Linked DNA regions of Sus scrofa: region 2 is linked to region 1. A link is a contact called in public Hi-C data. All regions are on one chromosome and are shown on one strand. Each heading gives the region's core, a stretch centred on a gene start, on an enhancer-like site or on the middle of the called end of the contact. The rest is flanking DNA. Distances are from core to core; before and after follow the strand shown.

Region 1 (4,395 bases), core at 1,374-3,873:
TGGTTTAGAAACAGGGCTTCTGCCTCTGATTTCATTGGGAAGAGGAATTCCCTTGCTCACCCCTGCATCCAAACACACACACACACACACACACACACACACACACACACACACACACATACACATTTGAAAATCACTATCTTCAATTCTAGCTCCTTAAGGGCAGGTACCTTGTTCGATAAAATATGCTACCAAAAAAAGTGAAAATAACTGAATGGATTTTAAGGGTACCTGGGTAGCGATCATGACTTAACTTCTGAATCTTCCAAAGTGTCTCGCACATAGAACATGCACGACAAACTGTTTCTTGAATGAATGAATGAATGATAGGCTGATGGACAGAGTGAATGAATGAATCAATGAGAAGCTGGAGACTGTAGGACCCACTGTGAACATGGAGTGTGCTCTGTGCAACGTGTGTGTGGAGGCTGGTGAGACACTGAAGGAGACACAGTCCTTTATAAGGTCTAAACCAGAGACTGTAAGCCAGTGGCTTTTCAGGTTAAATCAAGCCCACAGATAAAACTGACGTAGCCTTCACGGTATTTAAAAAATTTTGGAATAGGTGCCAATATTTAAAAAAAATCCCAACAACTCTCTTCTTGAAATATGGGGGCCTCTGGAGGCTGGAGACAGCACCTGCTTTAGACAAGTGGGGTTCTGTGCATTCCAGTCTAACATGGCACTTATAGCTCTTGCTTGACCCCTATAAGCGTCTCCGTTTGCATCCTCCATCTAAACCAGTGTTTCTCAAACTGCAAACTGCGACTTCTTGGTGGGAGGCAAAAGCAATTTAGTGGGTCATGACCAGCATGAAAAGAAATGCGATGTAAGAGAACAAAGGTATCAGAGGGCTGGCACACACAGAGTATGCGCTGCTTTGTGAAACTTTTGTATATTAGGTAATAAGATAACATGAGTCACTGTCACAAAGTTGGAGCATGGCTGCTCTAAACTACATAGTTTCGGGGCTTATCGTAAAAGATAATTTTTTTTTTTTTTTTTTTTTTTTTTTTTTTTGTGTGTGTGTGCCATTTCTTGGGCTGCTCCCGTGGCATATGAAGGTTTCCAGGCTAGGGGTTGAATCGCAGCTGTAGCCACTGGCCTACACCAGAGCCACAGCAACGTGGGATCCGAGCCGACTCTGCAACCTACACCACAGCTCACGGCAACACCGGATCCTTAATCCACTGAGCAAGGCCAGGGATCGAACCCACAACCTCATGGTTCCTAGTCGGACTTGTTAACCACGCCACGACGGGAACTCCCCAAAAAGATAATTTTTGAAAACCTGTGTGTGAGCAGCTTTTTGGGACAGCGATTCCCTGTGTAAAGTTCTGCGGTAGCTGGAGGGTGAGTCACGTCCCCAGATGTGCTGCTTTGGAAAGGGGTGAGCCCTCCTGAGTGTTTCTGGGGTGGCGCCCAGGGGCCCCAGGTTGCTGCTCCCCCCCCACTCCGCCTCTTCCCCAAGCTGGGGGCTAGAGCACAGACCAGCACTGAGAGAAGGTCCCCATCCCCGCAGGCCCCAGCCGAGCCCCACCTCTCCGTCAGCGCCTTGCTCTGGGTGTCCCGGGCTGCTTGCAGGTCCTTCTCCAGCCGCTTCCGGGCCATCTCCAGCTGCTCCACCTCGCCCTGGGTCCACTTCCGGGGGCTGATGAAGCGCATCTCCTTCAGCAGCTCCTCCTTCTCATTGATGAGGATCAGCCGGTCCCTCTCGGAGTCCAGCACCCCAGGCCAGGCCTCGCTGTCGAGCTTGGCCAGCTGGATCTTCAGGTTGGCGATCCTGCAGACGGAGAAGGTGAGTGCGATGGGTGTGCCCAGGGGCACTGCTGCGTGGCAGACCGCGTCTCCAAGGCTTCAAAGCGTCCTCTCTGACAGTGACTGCCTTTAGTTCGGCATGTGGTCTCAAGGAACAGATTTTTATCTAACGAACACGTGGTGCCCACCATGTGCCACTCATGAGTAGGGATGAGACAGGGGCAGTGTCCTTGCTCCGAGGGATGCTAAGCCTGATGGATCAGAAGTGGATTCGTCACCAGGCAACAGCCTCCTACCACTAGCTAGGTGACATCGGGCGAGTGGTTTCATCTCTCTAAAGGGAGTAACAAGAGCTCCGTCCTTGTGGGGTTGCAGTGACAACCCATAAAACCTTGAAGCACAATATGGCGCATGGAAAACAAGCACTCAGGAGTTCTCTTGTGGCTCAAGGGGGTTAAGGATCTGGTGTTGTCACTGCAGTGGTTTGGGTCACTGCTGCGGTACGGGTTCCATCCCTGGCCCAGGAACTTCTGCATGCTGAGGGGCGGCCCCCCCAAAAAAAAGAAAGAGAAGAAAACAACCACTCGATGAATGTTCCCACTGCTCCTGTGGTTATTCCCTGGTTTAACCACTTCTTAGGCGTGTGATGTTGAGCACGCTCCCCAAGCCTTGCACATAAGAAAGCAGTTATTCCTCCTTCGAATTGGGTGAAAGTGAGCCATGACGTGTTCCATCAGTGCTAGACCACCGACAGCCATGCACCCACTGCAACGACAGCAAATACTGCCATGGCTGACCTGGTGTTCTCAGTCCAGAAAGTGGGGGCAGCACTACGTGAACAGCTGCGGACTTGGGGGCAGAGGTCTTGGGGTGGAGTCTTGGCCCTGACCTTCTTAAGAAATCACTTGGGTTAACAGAGCTTCTAGCACAGTGCATGGTACACTGCAGGCCCTGATAAATGTTACCGGAAGGAGCTGAGAGCCCTATCCCTTCACGGCTTTGATACTCGGTATCTCACCTGTAAGGAGCGTACAATAATGGTACCTGTGAGGTGGGTTATGAGGCCCAAATGAAAACCTGTTAGCAGGAGTTATTCATATGATGCCAAGTGCTATACAGACATGAGGTATGATTATTGTTGGAACAAGCTAAGGTGTACAGTATCACTAAGAGTACTGCTACAAATATTTAAAGGCAATCATCTGATCCTGTAGGGTTTTTTTTTTTTTTTTTTTTTTTTTTTTTCCTGGGTGGAGGCATGCCTGCAGCATGTACAAGTTCCAGGGCCAGGGATCGAACCTGCACCACAGTAGGGACAATACCAGATCCTTAACCGGCTGAGTCACCAGGGAACTCAGGTCCTTTAGGATTTAGTCTTTGAAAAAATGCTTTTAGCTGTCACCATCCTAGCCTCATCCCATTCCTAAAGGGTGGCTAAAGACCTGGTGGTTAGCCCCATTGCAGAGGTGGCTGGACAGCAAGTGGCTAACCTAAGACTGCAGGTCGTAGGCATGGCCCATACTTGTTGAGAGCCCAGGCCTCTGGACTCTCGGTTCAATTTTTTTTTTTTTTTTTTGCCGCACCCGAGGCATATGGAAGTTTCCAGGCTAGGAACTACAGCTGTCGGCCTACACCACAGCCACGGCAATGCTGGACCCTTAGCCCACTGAGCAAGGCCAGGGACTGAATGCACATCCTCATGGATACTAGTTGGATTTGTTACCACTGAGCCACAACGGGAACGCCTAGGTTCAATCTTATTTGCAAAGAGTTTGTGGCCAAACTTTTTTTTTTTTTGGTCTTTTCGTCTTTTCTAGGGCTGCACCTGTGGCATATGGAGGTTTCCCAGGCTAGGGGTCTAATCAGAGCTGTAGCTGCCAGCCTACGCCAGAGCCACAGCAACGCGGGATCCGAGCCGAGTCTGCAACCTACACCACAGCTCACGGCAATGCCAGATCCTTGACCCACTGAGCAAGGCCAGGGACTGAACCCGCAACCTCATGGTTCCTAGTCGGAGTCATTAACCACTGAGCCACGATGGGAACTCCCCAAACTCTTACTTTATCAAAACACTGTTTGAGATGAGATCTCCATGCTGTGTAGAATGACCTCCATACGGAGAAACACAGCTATCCTTGCTCATTCCCCAGCCAAGTATCTCAGCAGGGAATCTTAATTACTTTAAATTCCATATTCACATATACCGCAATCCATCAAAACTGGCTTTGGGATAACTTTGGAGCTGGAGCTGCGGTTATCTATCTAGCTTCTTTGAGGCTAGACGGGCATGGTTGGGTCTGGCAAGGGCTCTGCTATATACGGGACATTGAAGGGGTGATCAATGCTTTCTTGGATGTACTTTCTTTTTTTTTTTTTTTTTTTTTTGTCTTTTTGCCTTTTCTAGGGCCACTCCCGTGGCATATGGAGGTTCCCAGGCTAGGGGTCGAATTAAGGTTGTAGCTGCCGGCCTATGCCACAGCCACAGCAACACAGGATCCAAGCCGTGTTTGCGACCCACACCATAGCTCACAGCAATGCCGGATCCTTAACCACTGACCAAGGCCCAAGGATCGAACCCACAACCTCATGGTTCCTAGTCGGATTCGTTAACCACTGTGCCACGACGGGAACTCCTGG
Region 2 (4,364 bases), core at 68-2,567, 150 kb after region 1:
TACAGTCTGCGGTACATGCCCGGCTGACTCTGTAGGATGTGACTTTCCCTGGCCTGTCCTTTCTCCTCGCTGTGATGTCACTAGCATCGGGATGCTGGGCACACCTCTAGGGCTGCAAGTGAAGACACACCCAACTAGTGCAAGTTCCCATAATAAGAGAGGAAAAGAGTCTGGCAGACTTGTGCCCCTGAGAAGAAAATCACTTCCTCTATGCCGCCACCCTTGAAGTCTTGCAGGGTGGGTACGGGTTGACCTCAACTCATATTCTCTCTAGAAATGCCACGGATTCCACATCTGCATGCCCAGCTCTGCCCAGACAGCATTGTTAGGGTGCCTTCGAATCACCATCAAGATGCTCCTTTTCGGGAGTTCCCGTCCTGGCGCAGTGGTTAACGAATCCGACTAGGAACCATGAGGTTGCGGGTTCGGTCCCTGCCCTTGCTCAGTGGGTTGACGATCCGGCGTTGCCGTGAGCTGTGGTGTAGGTTGCAGACGCGGCTCGGATCCCACGTTTCTGTGGCTCTGGCGTGGGCCGGTGGCTACAGCTCCAATTGGACCCCTAGCCTGGGAACCTCCATATGCCGCGGGAGGGGCCCAAGAAATAGCAACAACAACAACAACAACAACAACAAAAGATGCTCCTTTTCAAGGGGCCATGTGACCCCCTGGCACAGGGACAGGGTAGAGGGAGGAAAGAAAATGTCACCCTGTCATCTCGGGTCCTAGCATCCTGTCCAGGCCCCTAAGGAAGGCCCTCGAGAGGTCCCAGCCTTCTCTCCACGTGTCACTGTCTCGTGTGCATGGCTCTGACGCTTCCCACTGGTAAGCATCCTCAGAGCGGCAGTGCCCTCAGACGGACCTGCAGGAGTTCCTGTTCTGGCTCATCAGGTTAAGAACCCAACTAATATAATGTCCCTGAGGATGCAAGTTCAATCCCTGGCCTTACTCAGTGGGTTCATGATCTGGTAGTGCTGTGAGCTGTGATCTAGGTAGCAGATGTGGCCCAGCTGCCGAGTTGCTGTGACTGTGGCATAGGCCAGCAGCTGTAGCTCCAATTCGACCCCAGCCCGGGAACTTCCACACGCCAAGGGTGTGGCCCTAAAAAGCGAAAAAACAAAAAAACAAAGACCTGCAGCTGGTTTATCGGCAGTGCTCCTGTCACTGCCTCCTTCTGAGGGATCAGCTCCTTAGGTGGGGGGTCTGGGGGAGCAGAAGAAGGACCTGGGAGGGAAGGGCGTGGAGAGTAATCAATTCTTTCCTCCACGCTTGGCGTTTGAACTCAGCTACCGCGTGGTAGCTCCTAGGGTGTGGAGCCTGGGAGAGGAGACTTTGGGCAGAGACCCAGCTTTTGGATCCAGCGTCCCTGGCAGGGAGAAAAGGGGTTCCTCCCTTAGATGAACAGGGGCAGGTGCTGATAAATGTCTGCTTAGGAGGAAGGAGCTCCCCTACCCAGAGGACAGAGGCTTCCTGCTTCAGAAGGGCAGAGGAGGGAGGAGGGGGTGAGGGGGTGAGGGGAAGGCACAGAGCAGCGGGTCTCAACCCAGGGTCAGTTCCCCTCCCCAGAGGACAGTTGGCCATGTCTGGAGGCAACTGGGGTTGTCATGACTCGGCAGGGGGCACCCTGGCATCTCATGCATCAAGGCCAGGGATGCAGCTAAACATCCTACCATGCACAGGACAGGCTCGGGGCAGAGCCGCCTGAACCCAAATGTCCACTGGTGCCCAGAAGGAGAATTCTTGCCCTCGAGGCTGGTCCGATGGGCAGGACAAGCTTCACCAACAGCACATGGGGGACACTGAGGGGAGGTCCTGCTCCCTGTGTGGAGTGGGGGTGAGAGGGCATAGGATCCAGAATGGAGGAACAGAGGACATCCAGTGTCACCCCCCCACCTCCGTTCTGCCCAGGACAGGTTCTCCAGGCTTGTGTTGGGAAGAGGCTTCCTGCCTTCCTAGAGGAAGGGAAAGGGCCCCAGGTCGAGGGCAGGGGGCAGGTCGAAAAGCTTGGCAGGGAGACTTGATGGGCTGGGTACCTTTTTGGCCATTACGGCTCACCCTAGGTCTTCCCAATGCACTGTGTGTGCACGGCGCACTATTTGTGTATTGGTGTCCTTTCTTCCAAATCCCCATCAGAGCTGAATTCACTGCTCCCCGCCCCCCGCAACCCTGACTGTATTCCCATTATGCCCAGCACTGTTCTTTGCCCAGCACTCCCAGGTTGTACCAGACAGCTCCCGGATGGATGGCTGTGTGTATTCACCCCTCTATCCCCACTACCTGGCTTTGTCAACTGAGCACCTAAAATGTGCAGGCACTCTTGGATGACAGATGGACAAATGCATGATTTCAGTGGTTATATCAGCAGCCGACATGGTTTTGTCTAGGCATTTCTCTTCCCTGGGGGAACAACACTTTCCTTCTCTTTTATGGCCTCCAAGTTCTGATGGGATTTGGGCCCATTTGAGGTCATCTGTGAGTTAGAGGGAGGGTCTCTCTGCTGTTGCTTTTCTTTCTTTCTTTCTTTTTTTTTTTTTTTTTTTGGCTTTTTACCATTTCTTGGGCCATTCCCGCTGCATATGGAGGTTCCCAGGCTCGGGGTTGAGTCGGCTGTAGCCACCGGCCTATGCCAGAGCCACAGCAACGTGGGGTCCGAGCTGTCTGCGACCTACACCACAGCTCTCGGTAACGCTGGATCCTTAACCCACTGAGCAAGGCCAGGAATCGAACCCGCAACCTCATGGTTCCTAGTCGGATTCGTTAACCACTGAGCCACGACGGGAACTCCTCTCTGATGTTTCTCTTCCTTTCTTTTTTTTTTTTTTTTTTTTTTTTTTTGGATGGGGGTCATTTTTGGCCACCCCGCAGCATAGGGAGCTCCTGGGCCAGGGATCAGATCAGAGCCACAGTCCTGACCTAAGCGGCAGCTCTGACAAGGCCAGATCCCCAACCCACTGTGCCGGGCCGGCGATTGAACTGGCATCCCAGCGGCTCCCAAGACACCTCTGATCCTGTTGCACCGCAGAGGGAACTCTCTCTGTTGTTTCCGTGGGTGCTGCAAGGATGTAGGCTTAGGGCCACTGGCCCTCATCATTCCTACACGGGGAGAAAGCCTATTTGGGAATAAGGCCACTTCTCAAGGGGAGCAGAACTGGAGGCAGAGCAAAAACATGCTTTGAGCCATGTCTGAAGTCTGTCATGCCTTTGGACTTTCCAGTTTCTGCTTCGCATGGGGGTTACTATCAAAAGCGTCCTGAGCAATAGAGTGAAGCTGCCGGGGGGGTGGGGTGGGGGGGGCAGAGTTAGTCTGGGTTCCTCTTCTCCTCTCCTCTCCCCTCCAGCTTCCTACGTGATAGATTTTCACGCCATTGACGTATAGCCCATGGGGCAGAATACAATCCACAGGTATTTGTCTGAGATAACGCTAAGATAAGGGGTTGACTAAGGAGGGGCCTGGCAATGGAAATGATGAGATAGACTGAGAAGAGGAGGGGAATGACCCTCCACTAGGAAGGGGCTGTGGTATTGCGTGACTTCCCTAAGCCTCGGTTTCTCATCTGCTCCTGATCATCTTGTCTCACTGAGTGGGTGTGAAATGCAAATACCATCAGTCACTTTGGGTGGAAGAGGGAGCTCCTGTTGTGGCTCAGCAGTAATGAACCCCACTAGTATTCATGAGGACTAGGGTTGGATCCCTGGCCCCACGCAGTGGGTTAAGGATCCAGCATTGGGAGTTCCCGTCGTGGCGCAGTGGTTAACGAATTCGATGAGGAACCATGAGGTTGCGGGTTCCGTCCCTGCCCTTGCTCAGCAGGTTAACGATCTGGCGTTGCTGTGAGCTGTGGTGTAGGTTGCAGACGCGGCTCGCATCCCAAGTTGCTGTGGCTGTGGCGTAGGCAGGCGACTACAGCTCCGATTGGACCCCTAGCCTGGGAACCTCCATGTGCTGCCGGAGTGGCCCAAGAAATGGCAAAAAAAAAAAAGACCAAAAAAAAAAAAAAGAGGATCCAGCATTGTCCGAGAGATGTGGTGTGGGCCGCAGACGTGGCTCAGATCCCTTGTTGCTGTGGCTCTGGCGAAGGCTGGCAGCTGCAGATCCAATTCGAATGCTAGCCTGGGAATTTCCATATGCTGCAGGTTTCAGGAAGAAAAAAAAGTTGGGGGTGAAAAGGTTTGATAACTTTCACAGCCACTGGAATTTTTTTTTTTTTTTTTTTTTTTTTGCGGGGGTGGGTGCTGCACCTGTGGCATATGGAAGTACCCAGGCTAGGGGTTGAATCGGAGCTGCAGCTGCCAGCCTGCCATGAGGGATCTGAGCCTCGTCTGTGACCTACATCACAGCTCATGGTAATGGCCGGATACTTAATCCA

The links. Hi-C and Micro-C count contacts between places; a contact is called where the count stands out from the background.
Region 2: a contact with region 1 is called in a Hi-C map of omental adipose tissue, with 1.8 times the contacts expected there. The contact joins two enhancer-like sites. A contact is called at or near these places in 1 of 5 promoter capture datasets (liver) and 10 of 47 Hi-C or Micro-C datasets (alveolar macrophages, embryonic fibroblasts, epiblast stem cells and 6 more).

The regions. Positions count from the first base shown.
Region 1 is chr16:55,466,253-55,470,647 of Sscrofa11.1, forward strand. WWC1 (protein KIBRA) reads right to left here. Exons shown (of 24, transcript XM_021077057.1): 10 at 1,541-1,783. Among named protein-coding and RNA genes, the nearest start is that of RARS, 56 kb to the left of the region's middle. Within about 2 kb of position 2,624, at least 1 of the 83 cell types and tissues checked has an H3K27ac peak or open chromatin away from gene starts, as enhancers often do. A contact at or near this core is called in omental adipose tissue, where this site is marked.
Region 2 is chr16:55,613,289-55,617,652 of Sscrofa11.1, forward strand. No RefSeq gene overlaps it. Among named protein-coding and RNA genes, the nearest start is that of WWC1, 20 kb to the left of the region's middle. Within about 2 kb of position 1,318, at least 1 of the 83 cell types and tissues checked has an H3K27ac peak or open chromatin away from gene starts, as enhancers often do. A contact at or near this core is called in omental adipose tissue, where this site is marked.